2 separate regions of the Hordeum vulgare genome follow, and region 2 is linked to region 1. The links are chromatin contacts, called in public Hi-C maps. All regions are on one chromosome and are shown on one strand. The core of a region is the stretch at or near the end of the contact, and the rest is flanking DNA. Distances in the headings are between cores, read along the strand shown.

The links. A called contact is a pair of places that touch in the nucleus more often than the background predicts.
Region 2: a contact with region 1 is called in a Hi-C map of seedling, with 4 times the contacts expected there. The contact joins the promoter of LOC123434448 here to the enhancer-like site in region 1. A contact is called at or near these places in 1 of 6 Hi-C or Micro-C datasets (seedling) and 1 of 1 datasets of contacts at active chromatin or transcription factors (embryo).

Annotation. Positions count from the first base shown.
Region 1 is chr1H:333,350,675-333,356,717 of MorexV3_pseudomolecules_assembly, reverse strand. No RefSeq gene overlaps it. Among protein-coding and RNA genes, the nearest start is that of LOC123410451, 19 kb to the left of the region's middle. Within about 2 kb of position 1,802, at least 2 of the 3 cell types and tissues checked have open chromatin away from gene starts, as enhancers often do. A contact at or near this core is called in seedling, where this site is marked.
Region 2 is chr1H:333,653,247-333,659,261 of MorexV3_pseudomolecules_assembly, reverse strand. It overlaps LOC123434448 (protein RESPONSE TO LOW SULFUR 3-like), which reads right to left and starts at 3,522. Exons shown (of 1, transcript XM_045115513.1): 1 at 2,831-3,522. The coding sequence starts at 3,408. The coding sequence ends at 3,091. It overlaps LOC123434464 (a long non-coding RNA gene), which reads left to right. Exons shown (of 2, transcript XR_006625753.1): 1 at 1-1,939; 2 at 2,088-2,353.

The sequences.
Region 1 (6,043 bases), core at 553-3,052:
TGACTGGACCTCATCTCAATGGGATGCTGCTGTTCAATAAAGAAGAATATGGCATCTTTAAATGACTCCTATCTGATATACGAGTTGATCCGAATAAAAGGACGAACTTGATACCGGCCTCCAGGTAGCTCGGCCTCGAAAGAGCATTTTCATAGATACAAGTCATAAAAAATAATGCATTGACATGATTGTATTTTAAATTATTAATGCTTCTATAATAACATAATAAAAAACGATGCTTTGACACAACCAAATATCATATGCATGGTACTACTCCCTTCATTTCTAAATATAAGTCTTTTAAGAGTTTTCACTAAAAAATTACGTACGGATGTATGTAGACATATATTAAAGTAGAGATTCACTTATTTTGCTCTGTATGTAGTCCTCTAGTGAAATATCTACAAAGACTTATATTTAGGAATGGAGGGAGTAGTATATTACACTTCCCACTATGAATAGCTTAAGTGTATTGAACGTAGACTAACCTGTTAAGTTTATTTTTCTAAACATAATATTACAAATGCAAAGAAATTAAGATAGAAAAGGGTAAAGCACGAATCCCAGCATGTTTCATCGCACTGTGTCTACAGAAGCGTTCCTGGTAAAGAATAATGGTCTTTACAGACCAATATTAAGTCGAAGCGTAGATCTAGTGGCACCGTGATGGTGGTGGAGGAAACTGCGTAGAGCCGACGCTTCGCTGGCGATTTGGTGATGGTGGCGGAAGCGGTGAACGCAATGGCCGCACTCTGCCCATCTCCGCTGGTGGCGGTGGCGATGGCGCGGGATTAATCGGCTTCACGCGCCCCCTAAGCGCGGACGGCGTCGGCGAAGGTGGCGCTCTCCCCGGCGTCCTCGCCCACACACCAACTGCCGACGGTACATTTGTGGCCGACAGAGCAGCCATGATGGCCAAGACGGCGAAAAGCTTGAAGAACAGCCTCATCTTGGACGAAAGAGAAAAGGTAGATGGACACTGCTGCTCTAACAGTGATGATCTGAACTTATACTGAAAATCTGGGGTAGTTGACAGATTTGCATTTATTTGGGAAAGCTTGGGGCGCCTGGCTTTGCTATTAGAGCGCGCACATGACATGTTTCTCAACGCAACCAGCGACTGAGCTGTAGACACCCAAAGACTTCTTCCAGACAACGCTTCGAGAAAGATAAGTGTCAAAGAATTCACATGCAACAGTTTCATATCAACACGTGCTGGGAAAAATTATCACGGATCAAAGGGAACTAAAAAATTCATATCGTCACATTGCTGATTGAAGATTGGCTCAAGACTGAAAGTAAACTCCAAGCTGCAGATTTGTGGCGATCCTGATAGTGCGGGGAAGTGGGAGTGCTGCACCCATGTGATAGTACTGCTAATTAAGATCGTCTTGGTTGTGGGCTGGCGGCGGCGAGAGTGGTGGTGGCGGAGGCGGCGGTTCGAGTGGCGCCGGCCTCACGTAGTGACCGTGCGGCGCTGATTCCGGTGGGGGCGGAGCTCCGAGCGGTGATCTCAGACCAAGAGGTCCCAGTGGCGCTGTTGGGGTTTGGCGGATTTGGCCACGTTGGCCAGAAGACGCCGGTGCTGGCGCCGGTGGTGTGTAGCAAGAGTGAGCTCGGCCTTCCTCGGCGGGCTTCGAAGTGACCAACGCTGCTAGTAGGATAAGGATAAGGAGAGCCTGAGCCAGCAAGCAGGAGAGGAATCCTGCCATGTTGGCGGACAACAATGCTTCAACCTTGTGGCTTGAATTTATGCACCAACTGAAACCCCCGTGACTTTGCATCAATGTGCGCCTGATGAGCTGTGCATCAATGTTCAATGCTCATGTACCGCCCATGTCTGCCGACATGGTGTCACGTGTGGATGAGGATAACTAACGGCATTTTTAACCCTGCAAATATCTCTCCCACGGACAGGGAAGGAACAGTCCGCGGCCGGCCGTCAATCAAGATTATTCACATAAATTTCAACAATATTTTAAAACACTAAAATGCAAACACGACGAACTTTATGTAAAGCATACAAAAGCATTTGCATTTTAGACATATTTTAAATAAAAAGGTAAAATATCTGTAGGTACGGTGGTGCGGAGCTTCATTTTCATAACACAGATGCACTACACTAGTGTACGATCGATCGCGGCTGATCTTTTTGTTTTTTCCATGTCCAACAGTCCGCTCTCGGACTGCTAGAAGGCCTAGCTTTTCGAAAGTCACACCTCAAATGCATATTCCTTCCATGAGCCACGGGAACAATCCGGTTCATGGTGACTCGACTCTTGGTTCATCTTGAAAAGAACAATCTAAGGTACAACTTGACTTACTTGGCTGCCTGTTTGCTGATCTCGCTGACATGCCTTCTCTTGAGGGCGACTTTGAAGCCAGCAAAGACGGCGATGTTGAGGTAATTCTAATTTCTTTCAGTTCTTCAAAAAAATTGTTGCAAGGAGGATCAGGCAAGCCGTTCGGAAAGTAAAGATGTCGAATCAAGCTGCTCATTTAGATACCAATTTTCTCTTGAAGGCAGCTTGTTGGTCAATCCAAACGCAAGAACCGGAGTAACGTGGGCGCGTTGGACCCAGGCTTTTCAAATACTCCACCGGCTCGCAAGCCTCGTGTCTAGGTAATAATTTTTCCAACTCTTCTTTTCAAGCTGGCATTTCTTCTTTTAAAGCAGGCTCTCGATCTTTAACTTTTCCTTAATTCAAGAATCTTCCCCATCTTCGGGCGCCTCATCGGCAACTCAACTTCCCACTTTTAATATAAATCGTTGGTAAGTTTTTGATCATAACTTGATTGCCTATTTTCTTTTTCTTAATATACTACTTGACTTCTGATTTATGCAGGGCCAGGGCTATTTTATCCAGTTGTGTTGCCGAGTCAAGTTCTAGTGTTGAGAAACATAACATTTTGGATTCTCAAACTAAAATACACCGGCCGAAGTTGACTCTCCTTTAGATAATATTACGGATGCTTAGATCAATCTGGCAACCATTGTTGAAATGACCTCAATGGTGTTGGGGAACGTTGCATGAGAAACAAAAAATTTCTACGCACACGAAGACTTATCATGGTTATGTTCATCTACGAGAGGAAGATTGGATCCACATACCCTTGTAGATCGCTAAGCGGGAAGCGTTAAGAAACGCAGTTGATGTAGTGGTACAGCTTCGTGATTCAAATCACCGTCGTCCCACGATCCGTTCCAATCTAGCGCCGAACGGATGGCACCTCTGCGTTCAGCACACGTACAGTTCGATGACGATCTCTGCCTTCTTGATCCAGCAAGAGAGACGGGGAAGTAGATGAGTTCTCCGACAGCGTGACGGCACGCCAGTGGTGGTGATGATACCCTGCAGGGCTTCGCCCGAGCTCCGCAGAAATCTGATCTAGAGGAAAAACTACGTGGTATATGTTTAAGTTGCACGTGACATAGTTGTGTCTCAAAAGCCCTAAAACCACCAATATATATAGGAGGAGTGGATGGGCTAGCCTTGGGGATCAAGGGAGCCCCAAGGGCGCCGCCCGAAGGGGAGGAGATGGACTCCCACCCCAGTTCGGTTTGGTGGAAGGAGTGCACTCCTTCCTTCCCACCTCCATCTTTCCTTGTTTTATCTTTTCCTTTGGTTTTTTCTCCTTGTGGTCCCATAGCCCACTTGGGCTGGTCTCACCAGCCCACTAAGGGTTGGTGCGCCACCCTAGGGCTACTGGGCTCACTCTCGGGTGGGTGGGTGTGACGCCCTCGGCTTAATCGTACGCTAATCATACACGCAAATGCGTACGATCAAACCCAAGGACTCACGGGGAGATATCACAACACAACTCTAGACACAAATAAAATAACATCAGCTTCATATTACAAGCCAGGGGCCTCGAGGGCTAGAATACGAAAGCTCGAAAAACACACGAGTTAGCGGAAGCAACAAATATCTGAGTACAGACATAAAACATGGGGTGCCTTAGAGAAGGCTAGCACAAAAGATACAACGATCGAACGAGGCGAGGCCTCCTGCCTGGGAACCTCCTAACTACTCCTGATCACTAGCGGCCTCCAGGTAGTAGTAGGCACCGTCGGGGTAGCAGTCGTCGGCGGCGGGGACCTCCATCTCCTGGGCTCCATCATCTGGTCGCAGCAAATGGATCAAGGGGACAAGGGGGGAGCAAAGCAGCGGTGAGTACTCATCCAAAGTACTCGCAAGTCTTACATCAGAACTATTCTAATTATGCATCAGTATCAAAGAAGGGGGTTTATATGTGGACTGACTGCAGCAATGCGAGAATAGAGAGAGAAGGCCTAGTCCTATCGAAGACTAGCATCCTCAGGGTCTTGCAGCAATAGACGAGAGTAGAACAGGGGTAAAACATAAATAGTCATATTGTTGCAGCAATATTAAAGTGAGGTCACGCCTAAAGATCCTCCCTCGACTCCCTGCGAGGAAGCAATCCCGAGGCAAACTAATTCCAGTTAAGTAACAATTGTAGTTGTAAAAGATCGGGGCACAACTCCAAGTCGTCCTGTAACCGTGGACACGGCTATCCGAATAGTTAATTTTCATCCCTGCAGGGGTGCACCACATGTCCCGTCACGCTCGATAACACTCTGGCCGGACATACTTTTCTGGGTCCTGCCCGGCCTCGGAATATTGACACGTCGCAGCCCCACCTAAGACTAATCAGAGAGGCCAGCCAGCCGGTCTAAATCCTAAGCACAAAGGGTTCGTGGGCCCAGTCCCCCTTCACGCTCCTGCACATGGCGTGGGCGGCCGACGTCAGTCCTAGCATCCCTTAATCACAAGCGCGATGCATCTCGGGACCACTCGGGCGCGCACCGCTACATTGCTGGCATCTGAAAAGCTTCGGCTGATACCGCGACACCGAGTACCCATAATTCTTCCCGCGTAGCCGGTTAGTGCGAAAAGGTCTCCGACCAACCCAGATCAAATACCCAAATCCATTAGCATTTTAATTAGGCCATCAACACAGTCTCACGGGAATCCACCCGTCTTACAACTAATCACCAATGATCCCAGTAACATGGTCGAGTAACTGTGTGGTTGTAACATCGGGGGGAATCCGAGGTATCACCCTCGTTGGATTCCGAACGATGTACCCGTCAAGGTGGGCTTAGAGGAATCACCCTCGGGGGTCCCACACTTGAGGGGTTGCACGACAGGGGCGTCATCGAGAATGGTGAAAGAGGAATCACCCTCGATAACCACGACCGACTAGCTATACTACAGAGATATCATCAGGAGTACTTAATGAGGTGTCACCCTCGGTACCCGATAGTATCTCTGTAGCGTCGTACAACAAAGGGGGGTGAATGTGCTGTGTCGGGTCTGGCTCGTCGATCAGAGATCGAGATTTGAAAACAAGCGGGGCAACTGATCTACGGGGTCAGAGGGGATGACTGCTCCACCTATACTAAGCATATTTAAAGTACAGGACTGAAAGTAGCAGTTCATCAAAAATAGGCTATGCATCAGATATAGCAGCTAACTACAACAGTAGCAAAATACTAATGCAAGCAGTAGGAAGAAAGACATAGGCGATATAGGAATGATCAAGGGGAGTTTGCTTGCCTTGCTGCTCTGCGGCAAAGGACTGATCGGCAGGGTCGTAGATGTACCCGGCAGCAGCGTCAGTCTCGGGGTCTATCGGTAAGAAGAGGGGGAAGAAACAATAAATAATAGCACCGATGCAACACAAAGCATGACATGGCAAGATGCAGGCTAGACATGAACTAACGCAGCAACATCCGTCATAGACGGGTCGGAAGAATATCTGACGATATTTTTCCGGGTCTCGGGCCACTACCGGTTATACTGGAAACGAAGGAAAAGTTCCAAGTCTGCTATGCTAGGGACGCGTGACAGACGAACGGGCCGTGTATCCGGGTTCGTCTCGATCTGCTGATCAACTTTCATGTTGAAAATATTTTGATCTGACTTACGGTTTATTTTATATTAATTTTCAAAGTTTTATTAATTATTTAGGAATTAAAAACAGATTTAAATGATTTAATAAAATCCCATTATGACAT
Region 2 (6,015 bases), core at 2,273-4,772, 300 kb before region 1:
TGCACATAGGAGCTTTGATAACCAAAGTATGAATGAATATCAATGTACCAAATTATAGGATGTAAACATATAGGTTTCGAGTTATATATGCATGATGTAGATGTAGGTCTAATTCTCGTAGTTCATCCCATTCAAAAGCAAATTATAGCTATACAATATTCCAAGACTACATGGTATAACACGTAACTCATGTAAATATATCATTTGTCTTCAGGTATCTTGTATTTGCAGTTTTGAGTAGCCAGTATTGCATCTTCAAAGACAAATGAATTTTATGAATGTGCTGACATGAAGAGTCTAGAACAAATGAGGAGTGTCTATGATGGTGAGGTTTGTGCGTATTCATTGTAAATCATAAAGTAGAAAAGGAATGGTCATTCAGTTAGAAGAAAAAAGTTTGGAGAGTTAAAGTATGGAGGATCTTAGTGTTTGTCTTATAAGGTTTGTGCATTATGCTTAAGCTTATCCATGGAATCTTCTAGATTATACATGCGGCAAAACCCGATGGAGTGAAGATAATATCCGATATCCAACGGCATTCCCCACATCTGTACTGTCAGATTAATTAGCTTCATCCAATGACCAATATCCAAAGTTGTTTGAACAATATATAGGGATATAGTAAAGGCTCACCATAGTCACAATGCTGTTAATTCAAACTCTGCTGTGTGCAAAGCTAAAAGCCAAAAGCTCTGCTGTGAGTAACAGGCTGCTATGTTTGAGAACCAACAATACGTCAGAGTCGAGGTGACTGTAGTTCCTAGTGGCAGTTCCTCAATCATGATGCTTTAGGGCCAAAATCGCTGTTTTGACCTTTTTGCCTAACTTTAACATGATCTGAACCTTTCAGATTTTTTAGCATGATCTGATCCTTTTGGTAACACAAGCCCCGTGATGTTTCTGCCTCTCATAGACACGCCAAAGTAGCCACAGTTTCTGCCATGAATATATAAGTGGTCACGGGGCCCGTGTTACTGGAAACGCCTCTTGCCGACGTTTCTTCACTGGGCAAAAACACCAAGCCTGAGGCGTTTTCAGTAACGCGTCTCAGTTTGCTGTTTCTGCCCTGCCACGTAGGAGGTCAACAGCTACTGGCCAGGCCAGAAATGCCGGCAACTTTGGCGTGTCCAGGTGAGGCAGAAACGTCACAAGGCTGGGCGTTTGCCAAAATGGTCAGATCGTGCTAAAATAATCTGCAAAGGTTCAGATCATCCTAAAGTTTTCTGAAACTAACTCTTGTGTGTGTATGTGCATTTGTGTATGCGTCTATGTTGTGTTGTTAGAAATAGAAAGGAAGGAAAAAGTACCTCGAAAAAAAGAAGGAAAACAAGTTGGTACGTTTATTGGAGTTATAAAAGTGTTAAACAAAGAATGCTAGGTTTTCGTTTTCAAGCCATAGCCACCTTCTTTGTTGTTTAGTCATGTCAGATCAGTGATAATGGAATATTCCTTCTTGGTGTTTGGATATGCTTTCCTTGATTATTGTGTTGATCCACTTGTGCTATGCATCAATGTACATGGTATTAGGATTCTTTGCTGGTGAGATCCATGTGGCAACCCCTACACCAGAAGTTCTTCCTTTGTGTTCATGGTGGGGCTCCATACCTTCTGTGCCATGCTTTAGATTTTATTCTACGCCAAAAGGCTATGGTTAATTAGCCACTTTGAGTCTCATGTCCAGCTCTGCAACCACCTAAAGTCGAAGAGGAATTCACATTTGTTTAGTTGTTTCTGTTGAATCTGAAGTTGGAAATTTATCTTTAATTCTCTAGAAAGATTTTAGAAGTGTGAACTAAACAGCTTCAACATGACGAACTACTAGAAGATAAAAGATCTCCATGAAGTTGGAAGGAGTACTAGAAGATTTACTGATTGATTTTATCCAAGTTTCATGAAGAATGTAGACAGGACATTTTCTTGCTTCCAGCCTGGATTCCAGGTGCGTATCTGAACGGAGTACTCCTGATTAAAGATCAAGTCACCCTATTGGAGACAAGTCAGGTCATATGCTCATCAATTTCTATACCTCTTGTCTGTACACTTCCGCGATTGACGGCAATTCCGTTGAATCGTCTTGGTTTCTGGAGAGCATGGCCATTTCACACCTCCAGTCAGCTACCTGGAAGATTGACAATTTTCGGGATGAAAAGATCCATGTTCCATTTCATAGGAGTACCTCTCTTTTTCATTACACGCATGCAGCGTGCAGCGTGCTGCTGTCAAATATCCGAGGTCCCTGATTTGCCATTTCCATTTCCAATTGCATTATATCAGTCAACTTTGTGCTGTATGGTGTTGGTCCGAAGTTTCCTTATCTTTGTTGCTTAATTGAGCTGCTGGTGCGGTCGTTTTCTGTGTGGCGTCAGACATCTCGTTTTCTAGCAGGGCCATCTAGTCGGTTCAAATTGATTGAAGATCTCCGTAGCAGACCATACGCATTGCAGAGTAGAATGAGTATAAATTGCTGGCAGCACACAGCTTGGTAACGTGCCCAGCAATCTCTCAACCAAAATATGTTGGCAGCAAAGGAGGCAAGGAAAACCAGGAACTTGTCAAGAACATCGAAACATCAGCTTCCCCTGGGAACTGACTTTTCCTAAGGATGGTGAAACCCGAAAATCGAACAATTCAATCAACGGAAGATTTAGAGAAGGAACGTTCTGCGGGTGGTCCTCCAGCGCGACGCAACCCGCGCCAATGGATTTAGCTCGCGCGTGGCCATGTGCATGCGTGATGTTGGATCGTTGTGTGGGTGATCATCTCATTTTGCTTGTGGACATAATAAGCTCGATCGTTATCAAGGAATCCCGTTGCGTCATTGCGTGTGATATTAGATGAATGCATACGTCTTTGCACCAGATCGGGGGCAATATTTACATGCTTACCAACAGTTTGACAAACGACATTACTCTATATACTAGTACATCTCAAGAAGAAGAAAAATGTACATCCTACACGCCACCACCGCGCACGGGCTGGCATGAAACGCACGCGCAAGACAGAAAGGAGAAAATTTAAAAACCAGTACAGCCTTGATTGATCGCACATATACTAAGAATCTAGGAGAAGCACATGATGAGACTCGGTTCGTCAGTGAAGCCCGGATTGCACGACGGCGCCGTGGAGGCCGGAGGACCTGAGCAGGCCGTCCATGAGGGCGAGCCTCTCGGAGAGCGCCCTGACGTGCTGCTGGTACTCCATGGCGTGCGTCATGGCCTCCGCCTCCAGCTCGCCCAGCTGCACGCACAGCCGCTCCTCGGCCTCCTCCGCCACGGCCACCCGCGCCAGCGCCGCCTCCAGCTCCCGCCGCAGCCGCTCCTCTCTCGCCTCCGCCTCCGCCACGGCCCTCGCCAGCTCGGAGCTCTTGCCGTCCATGGCCGCTGCCGCTGCCGCTGCCTTCCTCGCCATGCCTCCTAACTTCTCGGGGTGAGTGGAGGAGAGTATGTACTGTATATGTATATGCAACAGCACTATGCACAGACGTGTTTACGAGTTCGTTGGATCTGGAGCTCTCTTCAGGTTGTGGCGCCTTTTATATAGGCCGGGCCGCTCGGGACGGCTGCAGCTGCGGAGGGAAAGCGGGAATGTGTCCAGGTTCAATGAACCCATCGGGCACGTTTAGGTGTCGACGCACGTGTACAGCGCAGCTACATGGAGTATAAGGTGAGGTCATCATCGTTGATAATACGATGCTTCGCCCGTACGTCTCTCTCTTATTGCATTTCCTACTGGTTGAGAGGTGAACCTGGTGGCCACTGGCCGGAGATGGATACTCAAACACCAGCAGCCACAACTTTTGCTTGATTTGTCTAGCATATTCTGGCCGTTCGATCGAGCGTCGGAGGGTGGTTATTGGAGACACGGACGAGGGTGAATATTGGCTGATACCATCGCTTACGTGCTCCCATGATTGCAACTTAAAAGGGTTAAGTTTAAATCTTTCTTAAAACTCTTCGAAACGTCCACAACACATGTGTTTATAACTCTTAAAAATTCAAATTCAAATTCAAAGTACAAATAGAGGATCAAAAGAAAGAAAAAAATCAGCATCAGTAGTGTGAATAAAGACAAAAACATGAACAGTGTCAAAAACTATTTCACAGTGGTATCATGAGTCGCATCTTGATTTTTTCTTCCTTTTGTAGTTTGAATTTGGATCTTAATATTCCCGGGGTTGTAGGCGCAAGTATTTTGAGCATTCACATTGTTTTGGGATTTTTTTAAACCATTTAAAGTTAAACTATTTCACAGTGGTATCATGAGAGCATATAAGTGGTGGTACTATCATGCGATATTCTCCTAGACAAATGGCTGATCTCTCGTGCCTCGTTCTCAAGCATTTTTTCCATGAGATGCACTTTTGAAACACTAGATAACTAAACTATCCAATAATTTGTGAAATAAGATCAAATTGATATGTGAAATGACATCAGGGACATGAGAAGCATGTATCATGCATACTGCATGTTACAATTTAAATCTAAATAAAATGCACACATGCATAAACAAAGAAAATACATTACATCGATTGAAATGGTCGATGTGGTCGACAAGAGGGGGTGGTGCATAGAAGACTACAAATTTTAAATTTAATTACCAATTTTAGGGATTTGCGGATAAATATGTTCTCCATATATGCAACTAGATGAACACAACATATATGGCAAGCAAGCTCAAACCAGTGTAAGCTACGCAAAAATAATTAGCAAGCCAAGATGCATAGAAATCAAAGTAAAGTGTCGGAAAGGAATGACCACCAGTCAGTCGGGGATGCATATTTTATCTCAAAGCTCACACTTCTTTGGGGAAGTGCTAATCTACGTTGGAGCGTTGTCGATGCCAAGGCTCTGGAACACCACCAAGTGGCACAGTGTATTCTCTTCAAGTTACCCCCAATGGATGAACCTCAAATCCCTCGGGGTTGGTCTTGAAGACGACCACCGTACCTTTACATAGTCACAAAAGCACATGACAACCAAGGAAGCATCCGGAGGAACCCTGACTGCCTAGGAGCCCAAGCTCCAATAGTACAAGTTGTTGGTGAAGAAATCTTATGGGGAACACCAATAGGTTTGGTCAAGTGATAGATCGGGCCTTGATCTCTCAATTCCCAAAGTATCAAAGTGTTTGGGTGGAGCGATTTATTGATATGAGCAATGGAGGTTTGAGAATGGTGGAAGCTCACAAGGCAAAAGGGTAGGGTTAGAATGTGCTCTTATATAGTGTCCCACACTAAGTGACCGCTCCTGTCGACGAACCCCATCTGCACGGGCCAAGTTGCTCCCATGCGCTTGGAGTGTGTAGAGTCTAAATCACTACTTCGTGTGTACGACGGCCTGAGACCCTGTGGGCACGGATTGTCCAAATGGATATGCACTTCCCCGTGCATACGGTGCTAAGACCACGTCCATACGGGGGGTCCGGAGAATTGGACACTATCACATGCACACGGGGTGTCCAGAAACTTTGAACACTCTCTATGGGCGCAACGAGCGTATGAAAAATGAAGAGCAAAGAAATCCTTTTTGGTGGTAGGTGCAGGAAGACTAGTGTTTATGCTTTGAGTGTTCCCACACATACTTTCAATTATCTTGACCCTTATTGATAGTGTGCTCGTCCTATGAATAAAATAAAACCAAAACAAAAGCTTCGAGTCGCTAGAAAACCGCGCCATTTGATCTTTTTGAATTGGAGGTGTTTTAATCATCTCCACAACAAATACTCGAGGAACCAACGACATGAGATAAATCATAACAACCATCATTAGTTCTAGTAGTTACATTGTCATCACACCAAAGTACCATTCAGAGATAATTGCACTTCCAGTTTCCCCTCTTTTAGTGTAGTGATTGTTGGAAATATGCCCTAAAGGCAATAATAAATTGGTTATTATTATATCTCCTTGTTCATGATAATCGTTTATTATCCATGCTAGAATTGTATTGATTGAAAACTCAAATACATGTGTGGATACATAGGCAACACACTGTCCCTAGTGAGCCTCTAGTTGACTAG